2 separate regions of the Capra hircus genome follow, and region 2 is linked to region 1. The links are chromatin contacts, called in public Hi-C maps. All regions are on one chromosome and are shown on one strand. Each heading gives the region's core, a stretch centred on a gene start, on an enhancer-like site or on the middle of the called end of the contact. The rest is flanking DNA. Distances are from core to core; before and after follow the strand shown.

Region 1 (4,691 bases), core at 1,241-3,740:
TGTATCCTGTCCATGGCTCTTCTGTCCATGGAATTTCCCAGGCAAGAATACTAGAGTGGGTTTCCATTTCCTTCTCCAGGGGATCTTCCCAATCCAAGGATTGAATCTGAGTCTTCTGCATTTCAGGTAGTCCCCCGTGTTGCAGATAGATTCTTTACTGCCTGAGCCACCAGGGAAGTCCCGTATATAATATACAGCAATGTTGATTATATATTGGATACGTCCAGTATATAAAGTGGATTAAGACAGGCAAAAGGTACATGCTGCTACTGCTGCAAAGTCGCTTCAGTCGTGTCCGACTCTGTGTGACCCCATAGACGGCAGCCCACCAGGCTTCTCTGTCCCTGAGATTCTCCAGGTAAGAACACTGGAGTGGGTTGCCATTTCCTCCTCCAATGCAGGAAAGTGAAAAGTGAAAGTGAAGTCGCTCAGTCCTGTCCGGCTCTTAGCGACCCCATGGACTGCAGCCTACCAGGCTCCTCTGCCCATGGGGTTTTCCAGGCAAGAGTACTTCCAGGCAAGGTACATACTTACAGTTATAAGATAAATACATACTACAAACATAATCTACTACATGATTAATATAATTAACAAAATTATGCATTTTAAACAAAATCCTCAGAGATTTTTATGCACATCACATTGTTGGAATGCCTGGAGAAGTCTGCTAATAGTGGATATGTGACTACATGGGATGCTTACTGCAATGAATTTGAGTTTAAATTTCCTCTGTTATGAAAATAGGATTTCTGAGAATAGCTCTTTCCAACTTTACTTGCTCTTTAAACATTAAAGTTTTCAATGTTGACATAAGCCACATTTCTTGCCTTTCATGACAAAAACATTACAATAGTGACTCAGTTTCTCCAAATGTGAGGATAAAAATTCCAGGAATCTCCCTAATTCCTAGTTCTTATGCAGACAATGACCATTTATTTTCAGATGGAAGTAATTTCATTAGCATAAGTGGATACGTATTTTATAAACACAGGCACATGTGTTTCATATTCTACTCATATTTATTTACACATTCTGTAAACATATGTAGACACAGAGCCACATGGGCATTTTTGGAGGAGCCATGAAACATTTTACACATGTAAATACCACAGTTAATGCCTCAGGTCTTTTTTCTCAGTTACTACCTTTCCTCAGGTAAACAAGGACCCTTGCCACAAGTCAGCCTCTGGAATTTGTTCAAATTTCTTATTCTCTGAGAATGTCCTAGTCTCTTGAGCTTCTAATTTCTCGGAAAACAAATGCGTCCTAAAGTAGTAATAATTTCTAGTAAGTCAATATCATGGTCTTCCCAGATAACCTATCTCTAAATCCCCAATCCCTGACTTTAATCAGATTGATGAGGAGCTACTTTCTGCCAAGTGGACCTTACAGCTCCCTTCTATTGATATCAGAGGTCTTGGACATTCCTGGAGTTAAGCTAGAATGAGCCTAGGTCTGGAGAGTCAGGCATGCAGAGTTAGAAGGCTGGGGTGGGGATGGGGGACAGGAAAGGGAGAAGCAGGTACACAGATTTTATACAGTGTCTCCCTTCTGGGGGCTTCCCTGGTGGCTCAGATAGTAAAGAATCTGCTTGCAATGCAGGAAACCAGGGTTTGATCCCTGGGTATGAGAAGTATCCCTAGAGGAAGAAATAGCAACCCACTCAAGTATTCTTGCCTGGAGAATCCCATGGACAGAGGAGCCTGGTGGGCTGCAGTCCATGGGGTCCTCTCACATGAGACTGAAACAGACCTAAATGTTATCCTACAACCCAGTATCTCCTGAGCTAAATTCAATATTTTGCTTTTTTCAGTAAGTATCAAATATAATGTGTGAGAAAGGTGTAAGCTGTTTTCTCCAAAGTCCTCTTGATTTAAATGGTGTGTTTTGGTCCAGAGATTGTCCCTCTTCCCCCATCTCTTTAAATTTGTTATGCTTTTTTTTTTCTTTTTGAGTGAAATAGCTGTCTCCTGCTGAGAACTTACTCTGCTCCAGGTATATGCTAAGTCCTTTATAGTTATTCTTTCAAAGGGCCTGTGGGGTTGGTATTCTTGGCTTCACTTTATAGGCGAGAAAAGGGATGCTCAGAAAGTCAGCAACTTGTCAAGGTGAAACAGCTCATTGGTAGCTGAGCCGTTGTCTGAACCCAGTGACCATGTGCTGGATTGGATCGTGACCCCACAATTCCTGCACTTTCCAGAACCTCAGAATGTGACTTTGGAACTAGGGTCACGGCAAAGGTAATTAGCTAAAATGGGCTCATGGAGGAGTAAGGTGGGCCCTAATCCAATATGACTGGTGTCCTCATAGGAGGAGAAAAGACACAGGGAGAACTAACACCACGTGGGGACAGAAGAGGCAGAGTTTGGGGTGATAAGCACTGCCAGTGACACCAGAAACTGAGAGAAGGTCATGGAACAGATTCTCCCTTAGAGTTCCTGAGAAAGCCCAGCTCTACTGACATCTCCCCGCCCCCGCCCCGGCCCCCGCCCCGGCCCCCGCCGTCCTCTGGTCTCCAGAGTGTGAAAGAATACGTTCGTGTTGCTTCCAGGCATCCATTGCGTGTGTTTTGTTAAACGGCAGCCCTAGCAAACCAATAGAGCCCACGATACACCCTACAAACCATATACTGCAAACATTTTGGAAAACAAAGAAAATGTGTTCATAATCCCACGTTCCAGAGCCTATCATTGCAGATCATATGTTTTCAAGTTTTCTTCTCTTTTTCCCCATGGCCGTTCCACCCACTTCTGCCTCTTAAAAATAGTAGTACTACCCTCCTGTGTATCGTATTTTCTTCTCTCTTATCGTTTGATTAGCTGTTGCTTTTGTTCTTTACGGGACGCGCTTTTGAAACAGTGAGACCCTCAGAAAACTGCAACAGCTTCTGTGTTTTACTGTCAACATCATCGCTGTCTTTTCAGCTCTTTGAAATGAGTCCAGTGGAGATAAGCGGACTCATCTTTGATTTGGGACGTTGGCTCTCAGTGGAACAGCTGGCTATGGGTGAGATCCCCAGAAGGTGGCAGTGTGGATCACAAAACCACACCATCCACAAGGACAGGTTCCTACCAGCCTGTAGATCCTGCTGGTACAATGGCAAGTGTTGGGCTCAGACACTTTTGTGAAAGATTCTGGGAACAGCAGTCAGACCACTAACTAGCCTGAGAGGCCACTTGGAGCGAATATTTTCCAACTTTGCAAGACCTTCTCTTGTTAGAGAAACACTGAACTACAACGCTAAGCCCCTCCCCTGAAGTAACTTACAGTTCAGACACTGGAGATTTTTGTCCACAGTATTTTGCCGATTAACTATAATCTCAATTTTCTGTCCCCTGCTGAGCTGAGGGTATAAGGTAGGCATCTCAGTTCCAGTATACATAAACTGCAGGTGAAGAAGGGAGAGCCGAGAAAGAATGAAATGAGAGAGATCAGAAGGAGCAAGAAAACAGAACACCAGAACACTACTTCCTCAGTGCTTACTGGCTGTGTGATCCTGGGGTACTCACTTAACCTCTCTGTGCCTAAATAGCCTCATTCGTTTTGTTTTGATTTTTTTCATGTGCATGTCTGCTATGCTGATTCTGCTCTGTTGTAGCATAGTTCAAGTGAGAAAATGACTATTAAAACTATAAAACATTATTTTTATTATCAATTATTTTTATAAGTATGGTCTAGCAGTGATTCTCAGACATAACCTTGGATCAGAATCACATGAAGGGTTTATTAAACCACAGAATGCTGGGCCCTATCCCAGAGTTTCTGGTTCAGTAAGCCTGACGTGATCCAGAGAATTTGCAGCCCGAACAAATTTCCAGGTCATACTGATGCTACTTGCTAGGAGGACACTTGGAGAGCCACTGGCTATAGCAAGTGTAAGAGAATTTGGTACTTCTGACGCCTCCTACATTTGTTGGAATTTCTGAGGCTAGCTTTTAGCATAAAATAAGGAAATTGTTTCAAAAAAGTTAGGAAATGCTTTCCTAGTGTTTATCCTCTGTATGTATGTGCTCAATGCCTAGATGTAGCCAAATATGTAAATTGTGGATCCTGTCATTTCCAATGGGTGCAAGTTTGCAGGAGTAACTGTTTTCTGCCTTATGGGACCTGCGATAGTACACTCGCCATGGCTGCCATCAGGACCTGGTGGCTGGTGAACACACAGTGGAATCAATGCGGCCTGCAGGGTTTCGTCAAAGGCCAGAAGGGAAGCCTAGAGAGGAGCAACGTGTACCTTGGGAACTACAAGAAGTGGTCAGAAGAGTCTGGATTACTATGGGCTTTCTAGCATCTTACCCTGATTTATTTTCACCACTCTACCAATACCTTCTAATATATTTCCAGATTGTTATTAGGTTTATTTCTTACTGTCTGTCTTTCTCTCTATCCCCCCAAAATATAAAGATCAGGGAGTTTTCTTTACTTTCATGTGTCCACAAAACAATGACTGGCAAATAATAGGTACATAGACGTTTCGTTGAATGAATGGGTAAATGCTGACAGCGCCCTGCCTTTCCCAACCACTTATGAGTCCACAAAAGTACTGTGAGGACTGCTGCACTGTTCAAGCAAAACACACACTAACCATCATGAACTACACAACCTAGGCATTTAAGAAGAGGCTCCCAATACTTGCTCATGTCTTAATCAAAACTAGAAGAATTCAATCAGGAGTTAACCAATGCTGGTGA
Region 2 (4,453 bases), core at 451-2,950, 530 kb after region 1:
GACTGCACTGCTTGTTTCTTCTCTGCCCAGGTGGACAGCCCATTCTCACCGCTCAGAAGAAAAAAAAACAAACAAGGGAAGGCTAAGCCACACAGAGAAGTATGCAGCGCTGCATTTGCTAGGCTGCTTTGTGAGCAGAGGTAAGGAGGCGGCTGGCTTGCCACTCTGTACCATGAACTGCACAAATAACACCCATGCTCACTCTCCATCCTTGGTGTCTATGCACGCGTGCTAAGTCACTTCAGTTGTGACCCAACTCTTTGTGACCCTAGGGACCGCAGCCCCAGGCTCCTCTCTGTCCACGGGATTCTGCAGGCAAGAATACTGGAGTGAGTTGCCATGCCCTCCTCCAGGGGATCTTCCTGACGCAGGGACTGAACCCATGTCACCCGCGGCTCCCGCACTGCAGGTGACTTCTTTACTGCTGAGCTACCAGAGAAGCCCTCCCTGGTGCCTAACCTGTTATTTTCATCCCAGTTCATCAACGATTATTACTAGCCACCTGAGAATTCTCAGGAGGAAATCTTTCCTTTTTTTCCTATCATTTTATGAATCTGCGTGAGACGGAAAGAGTATGGGGAGAGGGGAGAGAGAGAATACAAGCCAGAAAGGGAAATTAAACTATGATTTGAGGTAATTCACTGAGAAAAGTGAATTCCTCTTGTAAAAAACAAAAAGGCAGTGTAGACATGGAAACAAAATTCTCAAGCCTTCTTCATTTATCACCATTTACACATATTTTTCCTAAAAAATAGAGAAGTTTCAGGTGAGAGATAAACTGAAGTTCGGTAAGCCTGAGATAGATTCTCTTTCATGGTCTATTTTTATGGCCAGCAACATATCTCACTGTGTATCTGACTCATCCAAACCCTTGAGAGGCAGGAGCCCTTGCATTAATCTATGTATGTAAATTAAAAGGTGACTATTCATCAAAAAATAACACTCCTCTTAAAAAAAATTCTTTGTAAGTTTCATTTCAATAGACTCTTGAATTCAAAAACAATTTGGTCTAAAAAAAACTACCTATATAAAAATTTTTCATATCTGTCATATAAAATAAGGCACCTTTATAAACATGTATTTTTTATTATGCCATTTTCTTCTTTTCTACTTTCAAAATACTGAACTTAAGACTGTAAATATCCCTTTTGCACTTTAAGATCTATTTTGTTTCAAAACATTTGTGTTACTTTCATCAAATTTGAGCTTGGAAAAACTATTCTTTCTTTTTAATCTTTACCAGATGTTGTTTATACTACCAGGATTTTTTTTAGTACTCTATAATGAAATTATTGTTTAATTAGTGATAAATCTGTCATTTCTGGGCTTAAGGAAAAAAAAAGAAAAAACCTTAACAAGTACCAAATGTACTTTTGTGTTTTAAATTTACCCGCGCTGTCTGAGAACGTTAAGACACAGGATGCTAGCTCTGGAAGCCAGCAAAGTCCCCCAAACCTCAAGTTCCTCCTCTCGCCTGGCCCAGCGGCCTCTCTCCCCTTGGCCTGTGTAGCCTGGGTGGGAAGACGGCTCCTCAGCCCCCTGCTGCTTCCTGGCTCAGTCTCTGAGTGGCAGTGACCTTCTGGGTCAACTACTGCCCTGTTTTGTTTTGTTTTTTGTTTCTCTCTTCATTTCTGACTGGCTGCCAAGGCCTGCCTCCCAACAGTGAAAACAGAACTTGCCATCTAGGTCTCTTTTCTTTACGGTGCTGGGTGATCTGGTGCCCCCCTGAGGTCGATGCTGGAAAGTGCAGTTATTGTCTGAGATGTTTCTTTTTACCTTTTAGCCACAAGCATAAACCACCTCCACACTTCTCTACTCGATCACTGCTAAATTGTCTACTTTAGCTTTTGTTAAATTACATGCATCACATTAAAGAGCTCAAAGAAAAAAAGAAATGTTTAAAAGACTGCTAATGAGAAAGCAGGAAAAGAAAAAACCCTAGAACATTAGTAAGAAGTTATTCAAGCAGAGAAAAATGACATCACCCAGGATGTAGAGTTAATTCTTCGGTATAATCTTTTATTAAAGGGGAACTGTGTTTGGAGTTCAGCGTAAAATAAGTCTCTTTTTCTTTTTGAAGTGGCTATGATTACTATCTGGAGAATGGAAACAAGAATGCATCTTATCTCATATGAGGGAGGTCAAGGAGGACAGAGTTATCTGCAGGTTTGTTATTCTTAAGCTCTTATTAGATTAAGAACTACTTTTTAACCCTATCTTTATTGAGGTACACTTGACAAGATAAAGAACTAATTTTGGTGGAGCTATGAAGAGAAACACCAGGAGTGTTTCCTGATTTAAAATCTTAATAAACAAAACCAATCCCCCTTTCTTCCCCTCCCACTGCGCTCTTTCGTGAGCAAATCTCTGGACCCAGCTAGAGGGGCAGGCGGCATGTGAGGCCAGCCAACGAAGGATCGAACGGGAGGGCATGGGAACCAGGGTATATCCCAGCCCGGGCATGCAGCAGGGCAGCCCAACACAGTGCCACCCAGCCAGCACTTTTCATTCAGATGTAGAATATGAACAATAGCTTTCTGGGCTCCACAAACAGCATTGTAACTGGAAAATATAACATCCTTCTGATTTGGGGCCAGCCTTGGGAAACCAAACAGTGCCAAGAAAGCTGCATAATTAGCAAGTGGCTTTCACTGTTGTTGGTGACATGAGTTTTTAAGGTCAGGTCTGAAGCTATGGATTATGGTCTTCCATTGCCTGTTCTGTCAAGGGAAACACAAGACCATCTGCTTTTGCAAAGTGTCAGTCTGCTCAGTAGATGACAAACTGAGGCTAAGACCTCGATTTATTTAGGAGCATCAAATGTGGCAGGTGGCCATAGACTTGGGGGAGGTCCAGCCTAAGAGAGTCAAACAGGAGCCTCAAAAAGAAACAGGTTTTGAAATTTTCCTTTTATTTTAGAAGTCAAAAAACATACACATGCACTTAGAATTCAGGTGACTATTAGGTCAACACCTTATTATTCATAGTCTTAATGGAAAATACCCAGCCTGGAGGCCCTGAGACGCCACAGAACATTTGGAGAGATCATTTCACTTTGTACAACCTGTACAACACGTTTATCTTTTGTTTTTGCAACATCTTGGTAATTATAGAACTTCTAGGGCTAATTTTGGATAGTCCCAAGAGATGGAAACATAATTAACAGTGCTCCATATAAAACACAAGTTACTAGACCATCACACGTTAATTACTCTCAGAATCCAACTCTAATGTAATAGGCATCAAGTTACTTCTAGAGGAAAGCACAGCAGTCCTGTCCTATCCGAGTCTTCCAGATCTTTCTGATACTTCAGCAGGGTCCCGTCAGGGCCGCGAGATACCGTGCTCTGATAAGTGAAGCAGATGATGCAATCAGGAAGCACGTTCTTCAGGTTACCCTTCCAATCACTCGGTCACGTCACAGGCTTATTCCAGCCTGCTTGGTTGTGTGGCACTGCGGGCCCAGGATCCTGAGGAGAGCAGCCCACGCCAATCAAGGACTTGCAGCTCCGTATTGTAATTACCTCCTTGAACCATAAGGCAACAGAGGGGTTACATCCTGCCGATGCCACAATAAATTAAACACAATAGCACCCTCTGAAATCCCCCTTTAACCATAATGGAAGCTCTGAATCTCTACACACATGATCCTGATAAATGCTTTTGTAAATCAACTGACTTCAAAACTGTTTGGGGGGAAATGATTTTAAACCGTAAACTGGAGACTGAAGGTTATACAATGCAATGTTTAACAGGAATGCCTGCTTTCTCTCTCTCTCTGTCATCCTGGGTTTAATGACAGGCTCAGGCCTGAGGACCACAGGTAAAAAGGGCACAAAGAAGATTTAGAGAAGAATCACAAGTTTGCAGAATCAAATCAACTTAGGGCGATGAAACTGGAATTTTTCCATAGAGAGAAGACTTAAAGAAAATTTTATAAGGACCTTGAAAGCAAGGAAATAGCTCAGTTACTATATTTTACCACTGAAAAAGGACCAGAGAAAATGAAACTATAATATGTATCTTTCAGTTAGAAATAGATTTACCTGACAATAAAGGTAATGTTTGGAATGGGCTGCCAGGACTTCTAAAAGCCTTTGTTTATTTTGAATATTATAGTTATTTTTATATACGGTACATTCTTATTTCTCACCTTAATATGCAACTTTTTTTTAAAAAATGCAACTGTTTTGAAAGATGAATTCAAGCAGAATTTCCCTAAAAGTATCTCTCTTTCTCTTTGGACTCTTTCAATCGTTATATCTATTTTCTTTTCTTTTTTTTCTATCAAATATTGTAAATGTCTAAATCAGTAGGGTTTGATTTGGGCCAGCTAACTTATAGATGAACGCAGCATGGCTGCTGGTCACTGTGACCCTATCCATGGTCCACTTGGAGGCCCCAAGATGGGAAGGCAAAGAGGAGCCTGGGAGACAGGGGAAAGGTAAGCAGG

The links. Hi-C and Micro-C count contacts between places; a contact is called where the count stands out from the background.
Region 2: a Hi-C map of blood shows a contact between it and region 1, with 2.6 times the contacts expected there. The contact joins two enhancer-like sites. A contact is called at or near these places in 2 of 5 Hi-C or Micro-C datasets (both in blood).

What each region holds. Positions count from the first base shown.
Region 1 is chr8:80,925,366-80,930,056 of ARS1.2, forward strand. No RefSeq gene overlaps it. Among named protein-coding and RNA genes, the nearest start is that of FBP1, 43 kb to the left of the region's middle. Within about 2 kb of position 2,491, at least 1 of the 5 cell types and tissues checked has an H3K27ac peak or open chromatin away from gene starts, as enhancers often do.
Region 2 is chr8:81,457,836-81,462,288 of ARS1.2, forward strand. The region is part of intron 8 of FANCC (Fanconi anemia group C protein); the gene reads right to left. Among named protein-coding and RNA genes, the nearest start is that of MIR24, 52 kb to the left of the region's middle. Within about 2 kb of position 1,701, at least 4 of the 5 cell types and tissues checked have an H3K27ac peak or open chromatin away from gene starts, as enhancers often do.